3 separate regions of the Mus musculus genome follow, and all the other regions are linked to region 2. The links are chromatin contacts, called in public HiChIP or PLAC-seq and promoter capture Hi-C maps. All regions are on one chromosome and are shown on one strand. Each heading gives the region's core, a stretch centred on a gene start, on an enhancer-like site or on the middle of the called end of the contact. The rest is flanking DNA. Distances are from core to core; before and after follow the strand shown. Region 1 holds the start of Dnaaf5 (dynein, axonemal assembly factor 5). Region 2 holds the start of Zscan21 (zinc finger and SCAN domain containing 21). Region 3 holds the start of Plod3 (procollagen-lysine, 2-oxoglutarate 5-dioxygenase 3).

Region 1 (3,871 bases), core at 258-2,757, 1.0 Mb before region 2:
GATGAGCACATGAGGACACTTCTATTAACAGAAGCACATGGTTTCAGGACTGTCAAGCAGAAAACTCCCAGTACCTGAGGGACGTCATCGAAGAGTCTTTGAGCAAAGTGGGAAAGGACATCATCCACCGAGTTCCCACTGCCAAACTGGATCACAGTGCCCGTGGCTTCGATAACGGCTACCCGGACCTTCCAGTGCTGGTGGGAGATGGTCTGCATCAGGGGGCCTATCAAGGACTCCGATTGCATGTGGAAGTGCTCTGTGGGATTAGGGAGGCTGCTGGTTATGCGATACAGCTGCATGGGGCCCTGTTCTGTGGCTACCATCAAACCTTCCTCTGGCCTCTGCTAGCCTCAGCTCCCACTTTTTCTCTCCAATGGTGCTGGGAGCTGCTTATGCTCCAGGCATCCGGAGGGATATATACACCTATTTCACAAAGTTGGCTCCCCCCTACCCCCGGGAAGACTTTAAACACTAGGTAGGGCCTCTTAACTTTTCCAAACTCTAGTCTAGAAGGAAAAAAGGGAAAAAGCCCTGATCAAGCAGGGCTGTAGATAGAGGGTAGAAATAAACGAGAAGCAGCCTCCCTTCATCCAGGAAGTTAGTGACCCGTGTCAGAGACAGAGAAGACACTGGAGTAAAGAAACTGAGTTGAGTTGTCCTTTCCCACATGAGTCCCATAACCCAGCATAAAAATGATCATGAAATGGGTGTGACACAGGTCTGAGAGTCTAGCACTTTAGGCTGAAGTAGAAGCAGCGTTATGTTTGACACCAGCCAGGGCTACATGGTGAGATCTCTTGTCTCGTGCCCCCTCCCATCGGAAATGACCTTACGAAGGAACCAGCCCACTTTAGTTCAGTTTCTGGACATCTAGGTAACCAGGGAAGCGGATAGGACGCTCACCCGGAGTGGCACGGGCCAGAGCGGCTGCGCACTCGCAGCCCTCCCGGCGCACCGCAGCGAAGGGGTCGAGCAGCGCGGCCCGCAAGGCGCGCACGGCGTCGTCCAGGTGGGGCGCGAGCGCGGCGCCGCCCAGGTCTACGGCGAGGTGGAGCAGCTGCACGAGGGCGAGACGCAGCTCCTCGCAGGGCTCCGGCGGCGGCCGCGCGAGTTCAGGTCGGGCCAGGCGTGCGCTGAGCGCCGGCAGCAGACGCGGCAGAGCGTCGCGGGGCCGCGCGGCGCGGCGCAGGCCAAGGTCGAGCAGGTGAGCGGCCAGCGCGCGGCAGCCCTCGGCCGGATCGCTTAGAAGCCGCAGCAGGCGCGGCAGCAGCAGACGGGCCCAGGGGCCCTGGAAGGCCGCGGAATCCGCGCCGGGCCGCACCGCCTCTTCCAGTACCTGCTCCAGAGCCTCCAGAGCGCGCCGCCGCCCCAGCTTACTTTCCGTCTCCAGCCCCGGTAGCAGGCGGCTTAGCGCGCGGGTCAGTTCCGCGGCTTCAGCCGCCTCGGTTAAGCCCGGGGCCGCGGCCACCTCCGCCTCCGCCGGCGCCGCCATCTTGAGCGCGTTGCCTGTCTCCAAGGGAACCGGCGCTAGTACGATGGTCCGAGCACGCTTTACGGCAAGACTTCCGGCTGCCTGGGTTGCTCGAGGCTGAGTGTGCGCCCCTTAGGAGTGATGCTGGGGGAGGGGCAGGGAGTAAGGGAGAGGCGGGGCCAGGGAAGTGGGCGGGCAAAGGGCTTAGAGGGCGGAGTGACGGGCAGGAGGACGAGAGAGGCTAAGAGAAGCAAGTGTAATTGGCTAGGTCCGGGAGTCTGGGGTGGGGCGCGAACCTTGAGGGCGAGGCAGAAGACAGCAAGCTCGGCAAGGGCCTTGGGCGAAAGAGGTAGTGGGCGGTACGAGGGGGTTGGTAGGCGGGACACGGGCCTCTTGGGTAGGGGCTTAGTGTAAAGAGAGGGGAATAAGGGATAATGGGAGGGGAAAGAACCAAATAGGCGGGGTGTGGACTTCGGGAGCATTGCAGGAGGTGGCAGGCGGAGCCCTGGTTTTGTGGGCGGGGCGAAGAATAAGGGTCTACGGGAAGGAGGCGGGGCAAGGAGTAGTGGGTTGGATGGGGGGGTAGGTGGGCGGGGCATGGGCCGCGCAGCTGGCTGACAAGTTTCAATAATAGGTGGGGTGCAGGTTTGGGGAAGGGACATAAAGCTCGAGGGAGGGGTGGGGGTCTGAGTAAGGTGAAGCGTGAGGATTGAGGTGCCTGAGACAAGGGCTGACAGGTGGGACGCAGGCCTTAGGGCGTGGCAAATGGCTAGGGGCGAGGCCAAGAGTGGGGCTGTCCTGTGCCTGAGTCTGGAACTTGGCCTGAGTGGCCAAGCTTCTGCAAGCCTGCACCTTCAGGTTCCTTTCCTCAGGGGCAGCTTAAGCTGAGGTTCTTTCTAATGGTGTAGATATGGCTGATCCTTACTGGGTTCCTCAGAGGTCATGAAGAAGTCAAGTGTGAATCTGCCACACGGTCTGACCTCAGTTTAGACATGAGGTATGCTCGATGGCTGGAAGTGTTTTTTTAGGGGGTCAGAGATGGTATTGTCAGTGGTCAGGACCCCCCACTGGGCACTTCCTAGGCCTGACTCAGTGCTGCATGACTTGGGCATCCAAACGAGTCACATCTGAGAACAGGCTTATAATGTTAGGGGTTGGGTTTTGTAACAAATTTGGCCTTTTTTTGTTGTTGACATTAGTTTTGTGGGAAATTGGTGTGAACCCTTAGGTGTTTTGAATGTGGCGTGGAAGCTTTAGGGGAACCATGTAAAATTGCTTAGGGTGGCAAAAGAGTTGTGAAGAGAGGTGACTGGCCAAGCAAAGGCTTGGTGTTAGAGGTGTCATGGACTCGTATGTCAAAGTCTTAAGCCTAGTCCATCAGAGTGTGAGTGTCTGGAGGTAGGATCTTTGCAGATGTCAAGATTGAGATATTGGGGCTAGCTGCTATCCTCATAAGGGGAATTTGGCATAGATGTGCAAGCCGTGAAAAGGCTTTGTGAATGTTAGGTGGGCAGACGGCAAGCCCAGGGAAGCAGCCCTTCCAACTTCATCTTAGCCCAGCATCCCAGTATGTGAGGGTTGTGGCCGGCCGTGGCAGCTGAAGCTGACGGTGCTTGTCTGTGGCCAGGGGACCTCTTAGGGGAAGGAGAAGTGTCTTGTAGGGAACAAGGGGATGTGCAGGACAGCCAGGATAGCCTTTGTCTCTCTGCAGGGAGCCAAGGAAGATGCTTTACGTGGAACACTGAAAGCTAAGTCTGCACTTTTAAGGATGCCTGTGGCTGCTGTGAAGGTTGGGATGGGCCAGCAGGGATGGCCTGTAGGTCCTGTGAGCAGTAATGAGTTTGCCTTTCCTGTTCCCTCCATCTAAATACAGCTCAATACCCCACAAGCAACACCCAGTAGGAAAAGGACTTGAGAGTTGAAAATAACTACACTGGCCCGGAACTCAGAACTTGGGCTATGTTTCCTTTTTCTTTGATTTCTGAGCCAGGGCCCCAGAGAGGCCAACACGATGGCCAAGAGATACAGGGCAAGTCTTCTGGGAATCCCCTCTCTCTGGCCAGTGGCAGGAGAGACCTAGAACAATGCCAGGCAGAGACTTTAACCCGTGTTCCAGTCCACAGTCTGTCCCCAGTGTCAGTATCAGCACCTGTAGGCTCACCTGACCCTGCCTGCACATGGGGTGCCAGCGGGGACCACATAGGTAGTTTTGTGAAGTTGTCTGTCAGCAAGAGACCCACATCCTCAGTAGGATGGACCCCAGAGATGCCTTCATAACTCTGCAGATGACACCAGCAGGGACCGAGGAGCCCCACCAGTGCCAGAAAATCAAACAGACCAGGAGAGCAAAGTGGAGATGCCAGAGACAAAGCCAGCATTGGAACAAGAGGCCACAGC
Region 2 (3,901 bases), core at 965-3,464:
GTGGCGCACGCCTTTAATCCCAGCACTTGGGAGGCAGAGGCAGGCGGATTTCTGAGTTTGAGGCCAGCCTGGTCTATAGAGTGAGTTCCAGGACAGCCCGGGCTACACAGAGAAACCCTGTCTCAAAAAAACAAACAAACAAACAAACAAAACAAAACAAAACAAAAAACAAAAACAAAAAAAAAAACAAACAAAACAAAACCAAAAAAAAAACCAAAAAACCAAAAAGAAGAAAAGAAAAAATCTGGTACTAAAGTATCTTGGCATCTTGCTCCCTGCACACAAAGAAAGCCAATGTTTCACATTTGGTAATGCTGAGCTTGCCATGTGAAGATGCCCTCCAGGTCTTGGTTTCTGAAAATTCCTTAAATAGTCATAAAATCAAAAAGTATGTGGGTAGAAAAACAGGCCTAATTTAACACTTTCATAGAAAAAAAAAAAAAACTTTAAAAAGGCTACCTAAAGCAGGGTGTGGTATGTACACCTTAATCCCAGCACATGGAAGGTAGAGGCAGGAGGATCTCTGAGTTAGAAGCCAGCATAGTCAACAGAGTTCCAGGACAGACAGGGCAACACAAAGAAACCCTGTTTTGAAAAATAACAAAAAAGCAAAACCAAAGCTATCTAAAGGTTGTTTTGTTTTGTTTTTAAAGATTCATGTATTATTTTATGTCTAAGAGTACACTGTTGCTGTTTTCAGACACACCAGAAGAGGGCATAAGATCACATTACAAATGGCCATGAGCCACCAAGTGGTTGCTGGGATTTGAACTCAGGACCTCTGGAAGAGCAGCCAGTAGTGCTCTTAACCACTGAGCCATCTCTCCAGCCCCTATCTAAAGGTTTAACTCAACTGACAAGATGGCTCAGTGGGTAACAAATGCAACCGACCTGCTGCCTGTTTTGAGACTGGTGTCCATGTAATGGAAGGGAAGCAGTCAACTATGCCAACTATCCTTTGACTCACACACACACACACACACACAGAGTAAAAAAATAAAAACCTAACTCTCGAAGTCTAGCAGCAGGCTTTTGGTCACTTCCCAATTTTTCCCTCCTTTATGCGAATTCTACAGTTTATAAGTCCCCCCCCCACACACACACACTCCCTTAATCAGCCTCAAATTCATTCTGTGCAAGACGAAGTGTAAACAAATCAAACTATCACAGATTGCATCAAATGAACAGCAATTATTACCTTGTAGTAGATAATGCCCTTAAGACACTCTGCACTTGGAAACTCCAAGCTGAAGTCGTGGTGGTGCATACCTGTAATTACAGCACTGAAGAGAACAGAGACAGGAGGATCACCAATTATACACCAGTGTAGGCCATACAGTAAGACCCCGTCTCAAACCGAGCAAACTAATTTTCAAAAAGCTTCCAGGCAGGCCAATAATTCTGAAGAGCATAACTACTGGGCAGATCTAGTAGCTCAGAGTGAGCCAAATTCTGCATCATTTCAATAGCCCTGAACCAATACTCAGTCTCTCTTCAGAAGCCTTCCACCACTTGAAAAACAATTTTCCTGTATTGATTTTGTTGTTGTTGTTCACAATTCTTTAAGTGTCCCCTTTCAACAGATTTCCAACTATGTCAGCCACCAAATAAATCAATCACCTTTCTATCCTATACGCGTTTTACAAACGATCGTCTAAAAATCTTTCCAGACTTGAGCAAATCCTTGTCCAGTGCGCACAAAGCCCACCGGGACCAATTCCCCGCCTGGACTGGACAAGACTCAAGACTGAGGAGATTCGGGTTTTCAGAGGTTTCTACACTTGGGCTTATTCTTAACAATTAGTTCTGAGTTTAGATCTCAGGGCTCTTGCTGGGGAAGAAAGAGGGCAGTTTCCGTCAGGTAACAGACAATAACGGAGAGACTAGAAATGCGATTCCGGAAGCAAAAGAATCAGGGTTTTGTTCCAGGGAGCCCTCGGGGGTGGAAAAGCCTTTCCTTAGAGCGGGCGCCGACGACGGCTGGGCGGGGCGCTCCTCCTCAATCTCCCAGAACCACCATGGAGGAACTCCCCGAACCAGAACCACAGTCGCTAAACCCGTCCCACCCTCTCGAAATCTTTTGGCCAACGCTCCCCGACCGCTAGGCTAACCTGGGACTCGCAGGCTCACCGTGACTCAGAACCGCTTTGGAGTCTGGAATCCTCACAGCGGCTGAACGACAGCACCACCGGAAGCGCGTCAGAGCCCCGCCCCTCTGGAGGGGGAGCAGCCGCCCCTCTAGGAATCCGAGCGTTGTCGGTATCCTGTTTCACCGGAGGCTGCGACTGTCCTGGTTGTGATCTGTTTCTCCCCCTATTTCTTTTTTTATTCTCATTCTCTCTTCCTACCCCCTCCCTTTTCTTTCTTTCGTTCATTCTTTTTTTGAGGGTGGGTGGTTTTTGGAGGGTTATGCGGCCCTGGCTGCCCTGAAACTCACTCAATAGACCAGGCTGGCCTCGAACTCAGGGATTTACTTGCCTCTGCCTCTCGAGTGCTGGGATTAAAAGCATGAGCCACCACTGCCTTGTTTTTGAGACAAACATGTCATTAGCCCTAGCTAGCCTGGAACTCTATGTATACCAGGCTGACCTCGAACTCTATAAACGATCCACTTGCCTCTAGATCAGTGAGTGAGTAAAGAGCTCATGCGTGAGGACCTACATTTGGATTTCCAGCACCACATAAAAAGACTATGGTACATCACATGCCTGTAATCCGAGTGCTGGGAGGACCCCTGCAGTCTGTTGTCTGGGCAGCCTAGCTCCAGATCAGTGACACCTTGTCTCAAAAACAAGGTAGAGAAGCAATTGAAGAAGACAGCTAACATTAACCTCTGGCCTTCACATGTTTGCAAACACACTGTGTACATGAGCACTGTAACAGTTAGGGTTCTCTAGAGTCACAGAACTAAGGGAATGTCTGTCTATACTGAGTGAATTTATTGTGATAACTTACAGTCTGTACCCCAGCAATGGTCCAAGAATCTAGTAGTTGCTCAGTCCCACGAAGCTAGGTGTTCCAGCTGGTCGTCTGTAGAAGTAGATTCCAACAGATGTGCTGGCAAGTAAGTGCAAGCAGCCGAAGAAGAGGGACTCTTCCTTCTTCCAATGTCCTTAAGCAAATCTCTAGCAGAAGGTGTGGCCCAGATTAAGTGTGTACCACCATGCCTGGCTCTTAGAACTCAGAGATCTCTTTGCCTTAGTTTCCTGGGCCTAAGTTTTTCTTTTTTGTTGTTCTTGTTTTGTTTTGTTTTTGTTTGTTTGTTTGTTTTTTGTTTTTTCAAGACAGAGTTTTTCTGTGTATCCCTGGCTGTCCTGGAACTCACTCTGTAGACCAGGCTGGCCTCGAACTAAGAAATCCACCTGCCTCTGCCTCCCAAGTGCTGGGATTAAAGGCATGAGCCACCATGCCCGGCATGGACCTAAGTTTCTCATGGCCACTATGCCTCAAGATCTCCATGCCAAGATCCAGGTCAGAATCTTCTTCCAGCCTCAAGATCTGGATCACAGGTGGATTGTAGTTCATTCCAGATAGAGTCAAGTTGACAACCAGGAATAGCCATTACAATCAAAAACACAGAGAACAATCTGCCTGAGTTCTTGTTTATGTATGAAGAAAGCAGTGTCTTGGCAGATCAGATCCAGTGTGTACTAGAGTGTAAATTGATAGCAAAGCTGAGACAAGATTTTGATTCTCTATTTGTGTATGCTTGTTCTACCACTATAGATTTTTCTTTCTGTGCTGGGGGAGGGGGGTAGAACCCAATGCCTTATGCAAGCTAGCACTTCTCTCCATCATCAAGTTATTTACCTAGCTCTGAAGACATTATATATATTAATAATTAGAGCTAGGTATGCCAGTACACAATCGTAGCCCCAGCACTTCCGAGTTGGAGGTTGGG
Region 3 (4,018 bases), core at 1,045-3,544, 1.1 Mb after region 2:
ACACATCCATCGCTAACACACATGCTCAGGAGTTGGTTAAGTTAGCATACTGGTGAGTTGTAGATCAACCCAGTTCTGGCAGGAACCCATCCCTCATTACCCACCTCTAACCACCGTCCTCACCTAAGGCTCCATTGAGGTTCTGAAAGATCCGGGATTTATGGTCCAGACTCAGTTTGAGTTTCTCCTAGATGGCATAAGATGGAGCAGTGAACGGAGGGGGGACAGGTGACACTATATCTCTCTTTCTCCAACTCCCTTTATGCCTCCCCTCCTATTCAACTGGAGAGGGGGTTCCTGTCCCTGAGTCTCCCTACCCGCAGCCCTGGGTCCAGGTACAGTTGAGTGTAGAACAATTGATCATCATCGTCGTCTTTGTAGTTCCACTGGCGGACAATCTGATGGATGGTGGGAGCAAAGCCGATGAATCCTGGGGGGGTGGCAAGCAGAAGTGAGTTAGACCTCCCGAGACTGCCAGGGTCCCCGACTCAAGCACCCAGAGCATGCAATGCCCGCTCCACTGGGGGAGGGAGAGATAGAGAGGGGACAAGTCTGTCTTGGGAACTCGGCCACTCACCACCAGAGTTGAGGAAGCGCTTCCCCATGCCCACCTCAGGGTACTGCTCTGCCAGCCCCCACTCAGGCCAGCAGAAGCTCTCAGCAGAGAACAGCAGATGACTGCCACTCTGAACAAACTTCTTCAGCAGCTCTGTCGGGCTGCTTGCCAGAATCACGTCGTAGCTGGGCAAGAAAAGGGGAAGACGAGAGCCAGGAGGAACCTCAGTCTCTTTTTCTCTCTCCATAACCAGTTTCCCACTCTTTCCACCCCAGCCCTCCTTACCTGTCCACAAACATGATGATCATGTCTTTCTGATCTGCATATTTCTCCATTTCCTTCTTGAGCCACCTGACCTTCTGGCCTCCACCAACTGTTCGAGCCACATCACCCCCTCGCCACTCCTGTCCCAGGCCCAGGGTCTGCAGGAAAGATCCCACCCCCACGCAGCGGAAGAGGTTCAGCTGGCCAAGATGAGGAAACAGGACCAACCCCCACGACCCCTGCCCTCTCCCGCTGGAATTTCTCCCATGGGTCCCCCCACTCACCCGTACAGTGTAGTTAAAGAACTCCGCAGACTGCAGAAAACGCCGGTACCCCTCTGTCTCTGCCGTAGCCACAGTGATCACCAGCAATTTGTCTGTCATAGCCAGAGAACTGGCACTTAAGACACGGCTTAGTGTCCCACGTGTTTATCCCTCTGTATCACCCCCGACACACACACACACACACACACCTCCATATTACTTCACTAAAGTTCTTTCAGCACATTTGATCTCCAGAAGAGTCGGGTGAGAGTAACATACACGAATGGGGGCTGGGGTGTTCCTGTCTGTCTGGGGAGCCTGGAACCCCAAGTTCTGCATGAGAGGCTAATGCACTGGGAAGGCTGGACACTCCCTTCCAGGCTGGCGGACGTGTCGACCCTGCCCACTGGCCGCCCGGGTTCTCACCTGGGTTGACAGCATTGGCGCCCCGGGGTCGATCGGAGGCAGAAGTTACGGGGGGCAGCGGCGGCAGCAGCAGCAGGAGCAGGAGCAAAAGCCGGGGTTCCGGGCCTGCCGCAGCCATGGCTAGCAGCACGCTTAGGCTACACCCAGGCCCGCACCGGCGCTGAGCTGAGCGCCTGGATTCCGACGCCCCGGGAAGATTCTGGGAAAAGGGGAAACCGAGCCCGCTGAGAGGAGGAGCTGTGCTCGGGACTCCGCCCTGGAAAAAAGGCGTAACCCGAGGCCACCGAAAACCCGAGATGCAGACGGCGAGACAAGGCAAGGATTGTCCCGCGGGCGCGGGCTGGAGGGTGGGGAGGAGCCGAGGGTCCGGTCCTGGGCACTGCCTGACTCACACCGGAGCAACCGAATCCCCCCGGGAGGGGAAGTGACCTTTTGAGGAGGGTCCAGGCGACGCGGGGGCGGGTCTTGACCACAAGTCTGACCCGGAGGAACACAGGACAGCAAGGCCTGGGGTGGCGCGCGGCGGGGGCGACGGGCCCGGAGGGGCCGGGAAGCCGGAGGCGGGATCGCGCGGACATCCTCGTGGGTCTGGGTTCAACAAAGCCACCGAACCTGCCTATCCTGTCCCGCAGCGCGGGGACACGCACCGGGGATGCAAAGGGCACAGGGACAAGAGCGCTCCCCTAAAGACCACCCACGCCAGTTTTTAAAAAGTGACCATTTGCAGGCGGCTCTCAGATTTTTTTTTTTGGGTAACCACAATGCGACCGGAATTAGGTTTGCCCCTATCAAAGATGGCGGAAAGCGAAAGCTTGCTGATCTCCAAGGGAACATCACGTAATGACTTCAAGCGGGAGGGGAAAGACTGCGCACGCGTATGTGTGCACGCCACCGGAAGGGGTGTGCTCAGAGCAAGGGTCGGTGGTTAGTACGCGTGCGCAGTAGGCTCTTCTGTCAACTGTGTTGCGCCAATGGTGGAGAAGAAACCCGCCGGTATGTGAGCCTTGAGTGGTTCGCCCTTTTGTGCTTCCCAAGTTCAAATTCAGCCTAACATCTCCCCGCCTAGCTTTTCACGTCAATTACCTTCGCTCAGTGTTGGGGCAGTCTCGGAACCATTAATTCGTGTTTTGTGACTGCTTGCTTCAGCAGACGTTGGGGATGGAGAGGATGTGTTGTCTCTCCAAAGCCCGGGTGCTATGAGCAGTGGTACTCACCTCGGCTTCTGGATTGTTTTGCTTTTGTTTTTTTTTTGTTTTTTGTTTTTTTCTTCGAGACAGGGTGCGTACCCTTGGCTGTCCTGGAACTAGCTCTGTAGATTAGGCTGGCTTGGAACTCACAGAGATCTGCCTGCCTCTGCCTCTACACTGCTGGGATTAAAGGCGTGCGCCACCATCGCCCCACTTTCCTCCAGCTTCTGGATGTTGGATGGAGGGAACAGAGAAACTTAGGAAATCAAAGGGCTTGGCTTTGGGTACTACACAAACACGTGCACACACACACACGAACATACACACTTCATTCCTTCCTTTCTCTCTTTTTTTAATGTAGCCTAGGCTGCCTATGTAAATTAGGCTGGACCTCAGCCTCTTGGTGTCCTGTAGTCCTGAAGTCTGTGGTTTGGGGGAGTTCTGGTTTGAGACTGGCATGTTATGGGAAACCCAGCACCAGGAATGGGCAGGTGAGATGGTGCATGCAGTAGGTAAAGTTGCTTGCTGCCAAGCCTGACTACTTGAGTTCAGTCCCCAGGATCCACATGATAGGAGAAAAGGCTTCCATACAGTGTCCTCTGATCTCTGCACGTGTACTGCAACACCTACATGTGCACAGAAACACTCAGAATAAATGCACTTTTTGAAGAAAGATAGAAATACAAGAAAAAGAGGTCAGAGATGAGCCCCTGCTGATAGGGTGTTGTCCAGCATGCCCAAAACTCTTGCTCCATCCCCAGCATCACATAAGCCTGGTGTGGCTGTGCACAGGAGGTCATCCCAGGCCAGCCTGGGCTTCCTGAGATCCTATTGAAGGTTGTGGGGGTGAGAAAGGGACAGGCCAAAGAGCGCTATCAATTAAAGAAAAAGGACAGGCAGAAGCAGCCTCGAGAGCAAGAGAGGAGACAAAATGTCGGGATAGGAAATATATCCAACAAGATAGGGGGACATCTGGGAGCCACACTGGGGAGACTTTTAGTCCAAGGAAGGTAGTCGGTGCAGTCACAGGGCACAGGCATGCGTCTCAGGCTGAAGGAACATTCTAGAAATGTACACTGGATTTTGCCCTACTGAATCACAGGTCTTGAGAATATGGAGGCCAGAAGTCAATACTGTGTCAATTCTCAAAGGCGCTCTTTATTTTAATTTGTGTATGTGTGCTGCTCTGTGCAGGTGAGTGTAGGTATCCATGAAGGACAAAAGAGGCAGTTGGAATTACAGAAAGTTGTGAGCCACCCTCATGGCTGCTGGTCCTGGGTCCTGGAAACAGCTGTAGCACTCTGCAAGAGCAGGGAGCGCTG

The links. HiChIP or PLAC-seq counts read pairs in DNA pulled down with a chosen protein or histone mark. Capture Hi-C pulls out chosen DNA fragments and counts their contacts.
Region 1: a contact with region 2 is called in a FOXA1 HiChIP or PLAC-seq map of pancreatic cancer cells. The contact joins the promoter of Dnaaf5 here to the promoter of Zscan21 in region 2.
Region 3: a promoter capture Hi-C map of adipose tissue shows a contact between it and region 2, with 2.8 times the contacts expected there. The contact joins the promoter of Plod3 here to the promoter of Zscan21 in region 2.

The regions. Positions count from the first base shown.
Region 1 is chr5:139,147,871-139,151,741 of GRCm38.p6, reverse strand. Dnaaf5 (dynein, axonemal assembly factor 5) reads right to left here and starts at 1,507. Exons shown (of 13, transcript NM_001081265.2): 1 at 907-1,507; 2 at 75-259. The coding sequence starts at 1,495. It also overlaps a transcript of Prkar1b not described here.
Region 2 is chr5:138,115,218-138,119,118 of GRCm38.p6, reverse strand. It overlaps Zscan21 (zinc finger and SCAN domain containing 21), which reads right to left and starts at 2,214. Exons shown (of 5, transcript NM_011757.3): 1 at 2,112-2,214; 2 at 1,199-1,283.
Region 3 is chr5:136,985,295-136,989,312 of GRCm38.p6, reverse strand. It overlaps Plod3 (procollagen-lysine, 2-oxoglutarate 5-dioxygenase 3), which reads right to left and starts at 2,294. Exons shown (of 19, transcript NM_011962.3): 1 at 1,510-2,294; 2 at 1,105-1,196; 3 at 842-978; 4 at 578-741; 5 at 318-430; 6 at 124-187. The coding sequence starts at 1,627. It overlaps Znhit1 (zinc finger, HIT domain containing 1), which reads left to right and starts at 2,409. Exons shown (of 5, transcript NM_001310747.1): 1 at 2,409-2,502. The coding sequence starts at 2,481.